2 separate regions of the Gossypium hirsutum genome follow, and region 2 is linked to region 1. A link is a contact called in public Hi-C data. All regions are on one chromosome and are shown on one strand. Each heading gives the region's core, a stretch centred on a gene start, on an enhancer-like site or on the middle of the called end of the contact. The rest is flanking DNA. Distances are from core to core; before and after follow the strand shown. Region 1 holds the start of LOC107950640 (nuclear transcription factor Y subunit A-1). Region 2 holds the start of LOC107950735 (protein transport protein SEC31 homolog B).

Region 1 (6,571 bases), core at 2,819-5,318:
TACTTGATATTCTTTGCACATGATGAAAATACTGGGTATGTCTCTCCCTTACTCTTGCCATACACTATCTGAGTATTTCCGTTTGCTCGGTCTTTTCTGACTATTGTTTTTGACTGAACAGAAAATCAGCAGTGAATGTGATTGATGCAAAAACGATGTCAGCAGATCCTGTTGCAGTTGTTGAATTACCCTACAGGGTTCCTTATGGATTTCATGCTTTCTTTGTGACAGAGGTTAGTAAAAGCATAACAAATAATTTAACATCTAGAGATGATAAAATCTTTCTGCTTTTCTAATTTTGTGTGATTTTTTGGCTTTTGCTTCCCGTGGAACAGGAACAACTTAAAGAGCAAGCATACTAGAAATTGTTGGAGACTTCTATTTTCAGACAAATTAAGAGACAAGACACATTATATCACCAGTTGACAGCAGTGTTGTTGACAACTATTTTTTTTTTTTCTGTAAGACCAATAATGCTTCTCCTGTATTATACACATTTATAACTGTCTTGGGCATGTAAAAAAATACCATATATTTTAAATTTTAGCCAATGGGAAAGGTCTTCATTTGTATAGAGTTATTGGGGCCAGGGGATGATATTTGGCGCTATTCATGAGCCTCCTCAAAAGGTATCAAGCATGTAATGCATATACCTCTGTTTTCCAGGAGAGCGTTAACCAAAAATCTCAATGCCTCAGATTTGTCTTTTTATCATTTAGACGCGTTTCTCATATAAGAACTAGAAAAATAAGAGGAAAGGAGAGAAGCAACAGCAGGAAGCATTTATACATTATTAAGGCCACACTCATGTAAATGCTAAAACTCTTTAGTCATACGTAAGTTCTGCTTCAGTTCACAAGTTCTAATATAAGTTGTTTCAAATTATACACTTTTGTAGGTAGCACGATACCACACATTATCTTTCTACAAAGGGATCAATAGGAGGAACAGCAGTGTGTGGATAAAACCAAAGACCACATACTTCCCCATATGATAACCCCTTAACCAAACCAAAGCCAAGAATGATTTGCCTGAGAGACGCCACTCTGGGAAGGATTCCGCCACCCAACATCTAAGGGACAAATACCTCCAGCGCTGCCTATATAAAAAAAAGACTCCATTAGATACAGAGACATAAAATGGACATGAGTTACCAAACACTAAACATGCAGAGCGATGTGGGATAGAGTCACCCACCTCAAGAAGGAATCTCATTTAATTGAAGGGGACCCATGTTGTGCCCCATTCCCTTGCACCATATCCCTCTGCTGGTGGAAGTAGTTACCCGTCTCAGCATCATTAGATGATAAGTGGGGTGTACCGTTACTTAAAGGCTGTGCTTCATGCAAATCCTTAACTAGTGACACATTTCCCTCTTGCTGTCCGTAGAAGGAACTCAAATTTCCAGTACCACTGGAAGATAAGCACTCAAACCCAGATAAGTAAGCTGATTTAGCTGAAATGTTTTCATCTGAATTCATACCCTTTTCTGAGTTAGGACTGGTGATGTGATCATCCAGCTTCTTTTATTCAGAAAACGACCTCCACTACCCCTAGCCCTTCTCATAGCATGCAGATGCCGTGATTCATGAAGGTATGGCTGTAGTCAATGCCAACACAGTTTCAGTCCTGAGCCTCTCTAATTATACATTTCTTCCAACCACAAAGAAAAAGAAAAGCCTAAAAGTACCGGTTCTACCTTTCTAACTTTAATGACTTTCTTTTCAAGCTCAGCCTTGGCACGTATTTGTCTTCGCCTTAAAATTCCATGATATTGCTTTGCATTTACATAAACAGGCTCCTCTTCCATTTGAAGAGGCAAAGGCATTCTAGCATGATGCATTCCATATAGTGGTGACACCTAGCACATCATAGTTGGAGTTATCCAAAATGTGGACATCACAAATTTAGGTAGCAAGAGAATGCAATAAGTTCATTGGTTGCATGTGGAGTAATGTGATACATACAGACATCTATTAAACCTTCGAAATGATAAGTTCATCAACCTACATCCCCAGTAGTGAAAACACGTGAAACTCATTTGAAGATAATTAGATGCAATAACTCCCTAAAATGAGAGCTTTTATGTCAATGACCAACAATAATTATGCCAAAAACAGTTCAGATAAATTAAAAGAAAGAGGAAGGGTAGATGATAGTCACATAAATTAGATGGTAAAGTTGCTCTTCGATAATTACACACAATTTGTGAAACAATTAGCAAATAAAGTTTGAACTATTAGTGAACAAGGTCACTTTGCTTCCAAGAAAAGCAAGAAGATGGTACTCATTTGCTTGAAATTCTAAGTACAATTTTTGACACACTGTAACAACTTTACATGGAACAAATGAGCCATGATCCTAAGTAGAAGCATCACCAATGCAAAAGCTTTTGTTAAAGTATACAAAGTGATCTAATGAATTCTAGGGCAAAAGGATACAAGATATTCTAATAATCAGATGCCTCTATCTACTACAAAATAATAGTCGATAAATTGTCTTTTCCTGCTATTCAATACAACTCAAAACAAAAGACTCAGATCATACCATTATTTGTGGCCCATATGAAGCCAGTATTCCACTGTACTGCGAATCTGAACAGGGGTAAGATTTCAAGACCTGAAAGGTTTGAAGCAAAATTTCTTCCGCAGTCAAAGTGAGACTCAATATGAACTAATAGAAATTTAAAGAATAAAAAAGTAGTTTGACTGCTAAAATACATGGATGGATGCATGTCAGTGCAAGCTCGTGACCGCTCCTATAGGTATGGTATGTAAATGTGTGAATGGGTTTGTCTGAGTAAGAGAGAGAGAGGACTTACAATTGAGTGGCCAGCTAGTTCCATTTGGGAATTTGGTTCAAGGTGTTCAACCAATGTAAGGGGGGCTGCAGAAGGGACATGCTTGAGGGCTGCAGAAGGGACATGCTTGAGATATTGTTCATCATGTCCATTTCGCCCATCTGATCCAGAAACAAAGAATACATCAAAATGTAATGAGTACATGGTATGAATCAATTTTTATACAAGAAGCAGAGATATCACATGGCACTAGTTATTATTGTCACATGGCACTACGTAAGAAACTGAGACAGATCGTATAAAGTTATTAAGACCACTAAAAACGACGCTCCATCGATACCAAATTACATAATTCACTAGGTCCCAAAACTGATGTCTTGTTAGCATAAAAAAAAGAAGCATCATCCCATCTTTAACTAATACGAGAAATCCAAGTAGTGATCCTACACTAATCAGATTCTCTTAACTGGATTACCTCCATCTGCTGTTGGACCATTTTTTTTCTCTGCAGAGGTTGACTTTGAAGCAGCTTCACCTAAGAGGTCAATCCCTACTGCTTTCCACCAGGGCTCCAAGGAGGCAGTTGAGTTCAACACACTTTGAGCACCATGGTGCATCCGTTGATCTTCATTCCGCGGTTTTGCTGGCATTATTCACTACTTTACTCTGGGAATCAGAAGCCCAGCCCCTTAAAAAAACAGAGAAACGGACACAAGAAATGAACAAATACAATTTAGAGACCTAATTAACAAAACAGAGAAACAGAGTGAATTGAAGTCCAGCTGAACTTAATACAACTAAGTAATTAGATTTCTAATTTTGCATTTTGGGCACGACTAATTCTAGCCCCCCATAAATCGTGTAAATATTCTTTCCTCCAATTTTCTCATAAACCAAAGACGAAACTCACATAACATCAAAGAAGAAAAAGAAAATTGACGAGTTGAGTGATTAAAAACCCTAAAGTAATCGTCTTCGAAATATTGGATCAAATCTAGGGAAAAAAGAAGAAGAAGAAAGATCATTTCGAGAGGAAAAAGTTGAAAAAACAAAAAAGAATATTTGGATAAATGCAGAGGACTTACTGTAGGAAAAGCATGGAAGGAAGAGGGGCTGAAAGGATTTGATTTTGAGAAGCAAAGATCACAGAGATTGGTCCATTTTGCGCTCTATCTATGCAACCTTAACAGAGACATGGCGACAGGCATTGATTTTCTTTTTTAATGGGTAGGCGGCATTCAAATTTTTTTTTCTTTTTTTAATTCTGCAGCACGTTCAAATTTTTCACATTTCAATTTGATTGATATACAAAGGTCTGATTTTATTAATTATGTATTTTAGAAAAATTAAAAAATTAAATTTTTTTATATTTGGTTTCGTATTTTATAAAAGTTTAAAATTATATTATTTTTCGATTTTTTTGAAAGAGTTAATTTCGTTTTATTTTATCAAAATATAAATTTTGCATTTTTTATTAAAAATTATATGGTATTTTTCATAATTTAAGTTTTAATTATAAATTTTAAAACGATTCCTATTTATGAACCACAAAATAATTAAGAAAAAAACATGAATAATAAAAAAAATATCTTATCCGAGTGACATGTATCTATACCTAAACCTAACAGTGCAAAATAGGTTTGGTTGTGGACATTTAAAATTACGAAAAGAAAGCAAGCTGAAGATCAAACTCAAATATGTTGGATTGGTATTATGGATAAGCAATTAAGCACGTAGTGGAAGTTCCAACTTACAACAAGCAGCGGTCCCACTAATATTCATCACTTAAATCTATAACTTTTTTATTACTTAATCCAATCCAACCAAACTAACCTTTATATGCCTACATTTTATACCACTTCATAATATCGAATATAAATATATAGAGAGAGAGAGAGAGTTTTGATTAATTAACTTCAATTAAAATAAATTAATTGAAAATTGAAAATTTCTATAGGGAAAATTCTCTTTCTAAACCCAAAATTTTCAATTTGTTGTTAAATCCACGGAGAGTCAAACGGTTTCTACAGGGAATAAACTAATAATAAAAATGGCCATCGGCCAGCACCACCATTTTTGTATTACATGAATAAAATATATAGGCAAGCTGAATGACCGGCAAAAATCCCCCTTCTTGATGATAATCATTAAGAGACACATGGATTGATCCAAAATTGATATTTAAAAACAAACCCCACTTTATTATTTTTTTTTTCATTTAAATATCATTTTCGTTTGTGTTTAAGGATAGCGGCCCCATTAACATTCTATAACTATCATCACCCTCTATATTATATTTATTTTTTTAATCAAATTAATAAGTGGGACATTAATTTAATTAATTTTTTTAAAAGATGTTTTTTATTTAAAAATATAAAATGTTGATTATTTTTTATTTTTTTTGTATAAAATCTACACACAAAAATTTAAATATGTTATACGGTACGTTTGAATGTCTCTCACGTCTTCTCGTATGAGCACCTCTTGCAACCATGAAAAAGGTATCATCGTGATGCCAATAAGAATGTCTATTACATCAAATCCAATCTTACTATGTTTCAAACTTTCCAAGGTAACCAATTTCGAAAAAAGTCATATTTGGGCCAACCTCTAATTTGGGTTTAAATTTGATAATACTAAAGGTGCAATCATAAGATTAAGGGTCCACTACCCCAAGCCCTCATTCATATGTAAATAACTCTTTTTAATAAAGAGAAAGGAACAAGACCAAATGCATAACCTATACTCTACACATAATTCTAAATCACTAATTTTAGTGACTCTTCACACTATCTAGGATGTGAATCACCTCTATCCCAATCATTCTCTACATCTCTTATGATGTGAATCACTACCTTTGTATCATCCAACACTTTAATAACTTTATTATTATAACAAAACTCAAAATAGATACAAAATCTTAATTTTACCATTTCAAAATTTTATTTAATATTTATATATTTTTTATATAAATGTACTTTGATATAAGTTCTTTTTTCACATTTATTTATAAGACATAAAATAGATAACTTGATTGGACTCACGCTAACACCTAGACACAATTGTCAACTGACACTACAGTCGCTTATGAGTCGGGTCAAGTCAAATTGAAGCCCAACTAAAAAATTTTAAGTCCAAACTCATTTTTTAGCCGACTTGTCGAAAAAGTTCATTTCACCATTCAAAATTTTATAAAATATTTAAAATATTTTTAATTTATATTTTTTATGATTAAATTTAAATAATAATAAAAATATTACTTAAATTAAACCTGATTGGAGATGCAAAAATTCTTATCCAAGCCCAACTTGAACTAGGCGAACTACTTTACCCTTGCATTGGTCTAACCGGCACTAACAATGACACGTTTGATACGCATACAACATGTCATACTTAGGACATATGATGGGGCCCACCCTTTTCAGTCTTGCCATGTTTTCATCATTTTTATTAGGGTAAAATATAGAGTTTTTTTTATCCAAATAATATAAAAAACAATTAATTATGAAAAAAAGTATAGAAAACAAAATAATTACGAAAATAAGTATTTGTTATAGCGTTCTAACGGTACTGCCTGATATATTGGCGGCACCTGACGAAAATGTGATGATCTAAAAACTTCAGGGACCTTATATGAAAATTTTCCTTTTTAATTGGCAGCTGAAAAGACGCTTGAAGGGTGGTGCTTGACAGGCACTAAATTTTAAAAGGGTAAATTACACCTTAAACCCGTTATTTATTATTAATTTTTATTCTCCTTTAACACCAAAA
Region 2 (6,571 bases), core at 1,756-4,255, 530 kb before region 1:
AAAAAAAAAAAAGAAAAAGAACCGAGTTGCATCAACTTCTCAACCATTATTACCTTTTGTGTGCCCTACAAACTCCTTCACCGGTGACATTATGTTCCGCATATCCCAAAGCTGCTTGCAAAAATACCAGAAATTAACAATTTCCTAACAAATGGTAATCCACATTTTAAGCAACATCAACGGGATTATTACCCTTAACATGGGTGAACCATCTTCATCTGAGGCAACAACAAGTTGGGTGGCAACATCAGGATGCCACTGCAAAACAGAACACCGCCTTCTAACTGAATCTGCAAAACTGTCCATTAGAAAACCAAAAAAAGATTAGGTCAAACGATGTGCTGGGTCATGATGGAAATAACATGTGGAAACAACCAGAAGTTTTTCAATTGATAGAAAAGATGAACTTTACCTTATCACTGGTTTTTGCTTCTTCAAGTCCCAAACAACTGGAAAATTATAAACAAAGACATCAGCTACCCTGCTAAACTTAAATGACAAGACAGTAAGTCCAGAATCCATTAATTTCCTCACCAGTTGTCCCATTATGAGAAGTTGAGGCCAGTATATGTTGGACCTTACTGTTCCAGGACAGATATGAGATTTCACCTTGAGCAGCAGAACCACTACCCTGCATGAAGGCCACAAAAAAACTATGTCAGATACCTCCATAGTCCACAGGTTGTCTTTTTTGTTTTAAGTTTGAAAAAAGGGGAGGGGGGGGGATTTGAAACGAGAAAAGAAACAAGCAATGTTTGCTGCAGTGGAAGATATGGCAATTAGTGGAACAGCAAGGGGGTGAAATGTGTTAATCTTGATTCTATAAATGGCTCAGAATCAAAAGACAATGGCCATGCAATACTTTTCCACAGTGAGCAGATAGATGAAGGAAGTTTACAATTCAACAAGCTACTAATGATTGCCACAGACCTTAAGAGGCGGAAAATGAGACGGTTGTGCAGGTGCTGACAAATCCCAGATGCAGATTTCACCATCATCAGCCCCAGATGCTAGTAAGTTTGAAGCAATGGCATTGAACTCGAGACCACGAACCTAAAAGTATGAGGAAAAGAAAAGAAGAAATATACCATGACATCTTCAAATGCTAGATGATAAATATCATATATGTCAAAAAGCTAGAGGATTTATTACACGCATAGACACACACAAAAAAAAAAAAGGAATAAAGGAAACTCACAGGTCCTTTGTGTCTAGAAAGACGTCCAACAATAGCTTGTTCACTTGACATAGAGCTGAAGAAATTGTTATGTTTAAACCAAATTATCATGTTGTTTCAAACCGAATAAGACAGTGCTAATGTCAAAATAAAAATCCCAAAACAAAATGAGATTGCTAAAGGAAATACAGAGCAATAAATACTAATAATTGGCAAAAAAAACATAGGAAAATGTGAAAGTAATCAATCCCAATCACCTAGAAAAACAAAGATCATAAATGAATAGATAAAAGAATTAAATATTCTATAACACAGGGTCTCAAATAAGAATCATTTTAATCATAAATTTTCTCCAAAAAAGATGATATTCTTTTCCTTCTAGTTCTTCGTCTCTAATAAATTACAACTAGATCCAGATTAACCAGCAACCCAATGCCAACAAGAAGAAGAGTTTCTGCTCAATAACCAAATTCTTTTATAAATGATCCAGTCAAACTAACACAGAACATTCAATGCTCATGAAACGTGAAGTAAAACTTGAATGTAGCCTACTAAAGACAATGCCAAGATCAGGCACAACAAATTACCAGACATTTTATCCAACTTATTCCACATGGCACAATAAAGCAAGCCATTAACAGTTTATGAGGGAATTAAGTTTCGAAAGCACTCAGTCAGAAGTCACTTTCAACCAAACACTCATCAAATCCAGTTATAATAAGTAATCTAGAACTCGCGAATCATGGGCACATTATTACAATATCAGATCATGAAAAAGCTAGCCTCGAAGTAAAGAAGCCCAAAAACTTGAATAACCACTTGCTGTAGATAAATAACAAAAAATACTAAATTAACACAAGACAAAAACGATTATTGGAAATCCATATAAATAAACGCGTGAATATAAATTTGATAAGAGATCAGTACAATCCCAAGTAGATGGAAAGCAGTCACAATTTTCCCATCCAAACAAACATCATACACTTAAAACCTGCAATATAGCCACTTGACTTATTCTAGTGCCCAATTCTTTCACTACATGTCTAATTTAACCGAAATTTAAAGTAAACTAGATTAAATCGACCGATATGTACATTTTATAGAAAGATAAAAAAGAAAAAAAGTACCGTATCAGGTTTGAGGGGTTCCAAAGATCGATATTGCCATCAACGAGTCCACCAGCAATGAGCCCGAGTGAAAATTCATCGGAACCAGATCCGTTCTTGCCCCAAGCGAGGCGGTTAAATCGCTCTGAGCTGGGGCACTCGCCTACCAAAGGAAGCTCGCGATCATCACTCAGGAAATCAAACTTGAATATCTCGAGATTCGCGGATGAGCTAAAGGACATATCCACCGCCCCAGCCATTGTCCCCGCTGCCATGTAGGGAGCGTCCGGCGCCATTGCCACTTGCGCCGATCTGTTCACCCCTTTTATACACGCCATTAGATTAAAGGCAAATTTTACACTACGTTATCCTCCCAAAATACCTATCAAATAATATATCGATGCCGCGAGAAATAAACAAAGACCGATAGCAATTATCGGCACATATGTGAATTGATACGGAAGAAGCTCAAAGAGAGATATGATTTGGATTAATATGGTGAGAATTTGAAGGATTAGGGTTTTGATCTAATTTCGGGAATTCAGAAAGAGGGAAAAAAACACTGTGTAGCGAGGTTTCCTTTTTTTTTTTTTTTTTTGAGGGGGGGGGCGATTTTCTGAATTCTGTTTTCTCTTTCGACTGATTGATGGAGGAGAGTGGTAAAGTGGTAATTTTATGAATGGTTTCTTTTTATTTTGGTTTTGTGCGGCCGCTGCTGTGGTCGTTTTTATGTTTTGTTCGAGTAACGAATGTCTATAACTCGGACAAAGGATGGAACTGTGAAAGTGCAGATGATTATAGGATTAATTCCACCAAACGCCTATAAACTTTCTTCCACATTTTAAAATAGTCCTAAACTTCATTCAAATTGAAATTTCAAAATATCAAAATTGTATCCATCAGCTTGTTTTTCAATTCTAGCCATCAATTTAAATGTTAAACATCAATTTGAATGTAACATGAAACATATTTAAAATATATAAATAAGAGGATAATGCGCTTCAACGCATTTGAACTTATGTCTTCCTACATTGAGAACAATGTCGATGACAATCAAACTAAGATAAATATGTATATATAATATGATCCACATATTTTAAATATCCTTCTTGCCAAATTTGAGCTGACAATGATATTTGGTTCAAGGAATGTAAGATGAATGTCGGGTATGTTACTTACATTGTCCTATTTAAATCATTTGGTTAAAATATAAGATTATGTAGAAACATGTTTTATTAAATTATTCTTGTTATAAAATTTGTTTATTTTAGCAAGTTTAATTCTTTTAATGTTTTTTAATCTCAGAATTTCATAAAATTATGATAAAATTTGATTTTTTATTATAATTTATATATTAATAAGTAAATATATGATGTTGAAATAATTTCATAAATTATAGTTAATATACTAAAAAAACTTTAGAGTGAATATAATAATTATAACTTTTAAGTATGACATCTATTGTTTCGCTATTAAGAAAAATAAATATACTTGTTTTTAATTGGATTTAAAATTTTTTTAAAAAGGATGAAGTTGGTTAAAATAATAAAACTAAATGATAAATTGATCCAAATTAAAAAATATCGCCTATAATCTAAGATAACTTAAGGAATGGGTGGCATTAATATTACACTTTATATTACTAGATGATCAAAATGTTGAAAATTGAAATAATATAATCTTATTTCAAAATGTAAAATTATAAGACATAATGTTACATTCGGTGAACCACACGCATCCTTAATGGTAAAACTAATTATTAATACAATGAAATATATTGATTAATGTTATATTGATATTTAAAAGTTTCAAAATTTAGAGATTAAATTTAAAATTTGAGTATGACTCAGAGATGTATGATGCATTTAAGACTAATTATTAAGGATAACACGAGTGATACTTGCAGTGAAGAAAGACATTGGTTTTCCAGCACATCAAATCAGAACACGGCAAGGGAATCTACAATCTTTACCTTTGACTTTATCAACGCAAAAAGACTAAAAAGACCCTAGGTTTAGTGAAATGAAATCCGAAAAGAAAGGGTTCTGTCTGGTTTTTGGATGTATTTTTGTAGACTCTTTTTCTTCCTTAAGCGTATACTGTTAGTGGGAGAAATTTTGCTTAAAAATAAAAATTAAATTGTATATTTTAACGATAATAAAAATATAATTTAATTAATTTAATATATTTTTATAATTTTTAAAGAGTTATATTAAATTTTTATTATTTTTATTAAAGTGTAATTTTAATATTATTAATTAAAATTTTACTATTTTAGTAGGTCATGTCCCTAAGTCTCTAGTAAGCTTCGTCAGTGTATATTCTCTCATTGAAATGAATTTATTTATGTCGCCAATTTTAGTTTCTCTACTTTTTAATTATATAAAAATAGTTAAATTTTAATTGTGGTCTTTTTACTATGTTGAAATTTGAGATTTGATCTCTATATTTGATATTTTTATATAATTTGGTATTTCAACGTTTACAATATCATTAATTAATCTAAATATTTTATTCTAATTAAAATGTTGACGTAATTTAAAGAATCGTTAACATCGTTAAATTTTTTTGTTAAATTCCAATCCATTATATTGCTATTTTTTGTGACATGATTATTGAGTGAGTACTTTCTAAAAAAATTTAAAATGTCACATCAATAAATTTAATGGAAGAATTTTAATGGTGTTAACAATTGAATTTAAACTTTTAAAATTAAAAAATAGATTGAGTAAATTCTTAAAAATAAAAAATTAAAGATTAAACTTCGAATATACAGATTGTACATATTGTAACTTTTAAATTTTAACTATTTAGTCCAAACTAATTAACTTTATGCAAAACGTGGGTCAAAAATCGTACTAATTATTATGTAAAGTTTAATTCACTTATAAGTTACATTAAATTTCAATTAAAGCAAAACTAATTATAAAAAAAATAATTTGCATTTTAATTTTATTGATTGATTTATGATTTGTAAAAGTTTGATATTTTTTAAAAATAAGATAATTAATCTGCTTTGGATTATAATAACGTTCTATCAAAGGGACCTTGGGTGATCTTCAGACACTATTTGATTGTCTAACCTTGGTCAACTCAATTATCGACCCTTGAGGCTTTTTCACAATGCATTGTTGCTTGGGTCCATATTTTAGGGCTCTCTAGATCTTTATACAAAAGGAGTATAGTTCAAGAGAATGAGAGTTTGATTGGAAAGGTAGTAAAGATTGATCTTCAAATGGATAAAGTGTCGTGGGGACAATTTGCATGGTTTGCGGCGCAAGTGAATCGGTAAAAACCTTTGATATCAAAAATATGGATCACTAGCAGAATTCATCGGATAGAGTATGAATCTCTTCCATCAATTTTCTTCCAATATGAGAGGTTTGGACAATTGAGGGAAGGGTGCCCCCATCTTTCTTTGGAGAAGGAAATGAAAGGTCATGGTGATAATCAACAGGGAAATAATTCATCAAACTAACAAGGTGACAACTTGGGTGTTTAAGAAAATGTGGAAAAAGAAGAGTTTGGAGAGTAGATGGTGGTTGATCGTCGGCAACAACGTTAGCAACGACAGGAAGCAACGGATATTGAGTTTTTTAGGGAAATAATCGGGCTAGATCTAGATTCAATATGCTTTCCGAAATTGGAATGGTGAAAGATAGATTTCAGGCACCATTTTTGGGATCTTTTCAATTTGGGAAGTAGAATAATGAATGAGCGACATAGGCTGATTTTTTGGAGAATAATAATGGGGATAGAAATAGTGAAAATAAGGCAAAATCAAGTGACAATTCACGGATTGAGGTAATTAGGAATAAAAATTTAAAAGAAAAAGGGCTAAAAGTATCCAATAAATCTAGGAAATAGAAACAGTTAATAAATGGGCCAATGGGTGTGAAGCTGGGTATCCAAAAGGATGGGTCCGGATCTGGTTCGGGAAGTAGAGATGTTGGGTAAAAAATTGGGCCAGGAAAGAGAATTGGGGGGAATTAAATGGGCATGTTTTACTTGAGCACAAACACCAACATAATGGTAAATTTGAAAGAAAATGGAAGCCCAAACATAGGAACTGCTAGGGTTGCTAATCTAAGTGAAAATTTGGGATTTACCAATTTGATTTCCCCAAATTCATTTCCAATGTCATTAAAGGAAAAAACTCACAAAAGACATGCTGAAGATCGGGGACAATGGTAAAGAATCACGCTATTTTGACATGGACTCATCGATTCCTTTAGAACAAACAGTCAATGTGTAACATAACTAACCCGTATCTGTTGTCGAAACAGGG

Evidence for each region. Hi-C and Micro-C count contacts between places; a contact is called where the count stands out from the background.
Region 2: a Hi-C map of leaf shows a contact between it and region 1, with 2.4 times the contacts expected there. The contact joins the promoter of LOC107950735 here to the promoter of LOC107950640 in region 1. A contact is called at or near these places in 3 of 34 Hi-C or Micro-C datasets (all in leaf).

The regions. Positions count from the first base shown.
Region 1 is chrA08:7,990,413-7,996,983 of Gossypium_hirsutum_v2.1, reverse strand. It overlaps LOC107950640 (nuclear transcription factor Y subunit A-1), which reads right to left and starts at 4,068. Exons shown (of 7, transcript XM_016885527.2): 1 at 3,886-4,068; 2 at 3,276-3,488; 3 at 2,822-2,961; 4 at 2,548-2,619; 5 at 1,700-1,861; 6 at 1,198-1,600; 7 at 764-1,099. The coding sequence starts at 3,450. The coding sequence ends at 1,478. It overlaps LOC107950632 (carotenoid 9,10(9',10')-cleavage dioxygenase 1), which reads left to right. Exons shown (of 14, transcript XM_016885517.2): 12 at 1-35; 13 at 122-233; 14 at 336-576. The coding sequence ends at 362.
Region 2 is chrA08:8,516,068-8,522,638 of Gossypium_hirsutum_v2.1, reverse strand. It overlaps LOC107950735 (protein transport protein SEC31 homolog B), which reads right to left and starts at 3,005. Exons shown (of 21, transcript XM_016885669.2): 1 at 2,305-3,005; 2 at 1,199-1,253; 3 at 931-1,053; 4 at 535-631; 5 at 413-449; 6 at 193-298; 7 at 54-111. The coding sequence starts at 2,621.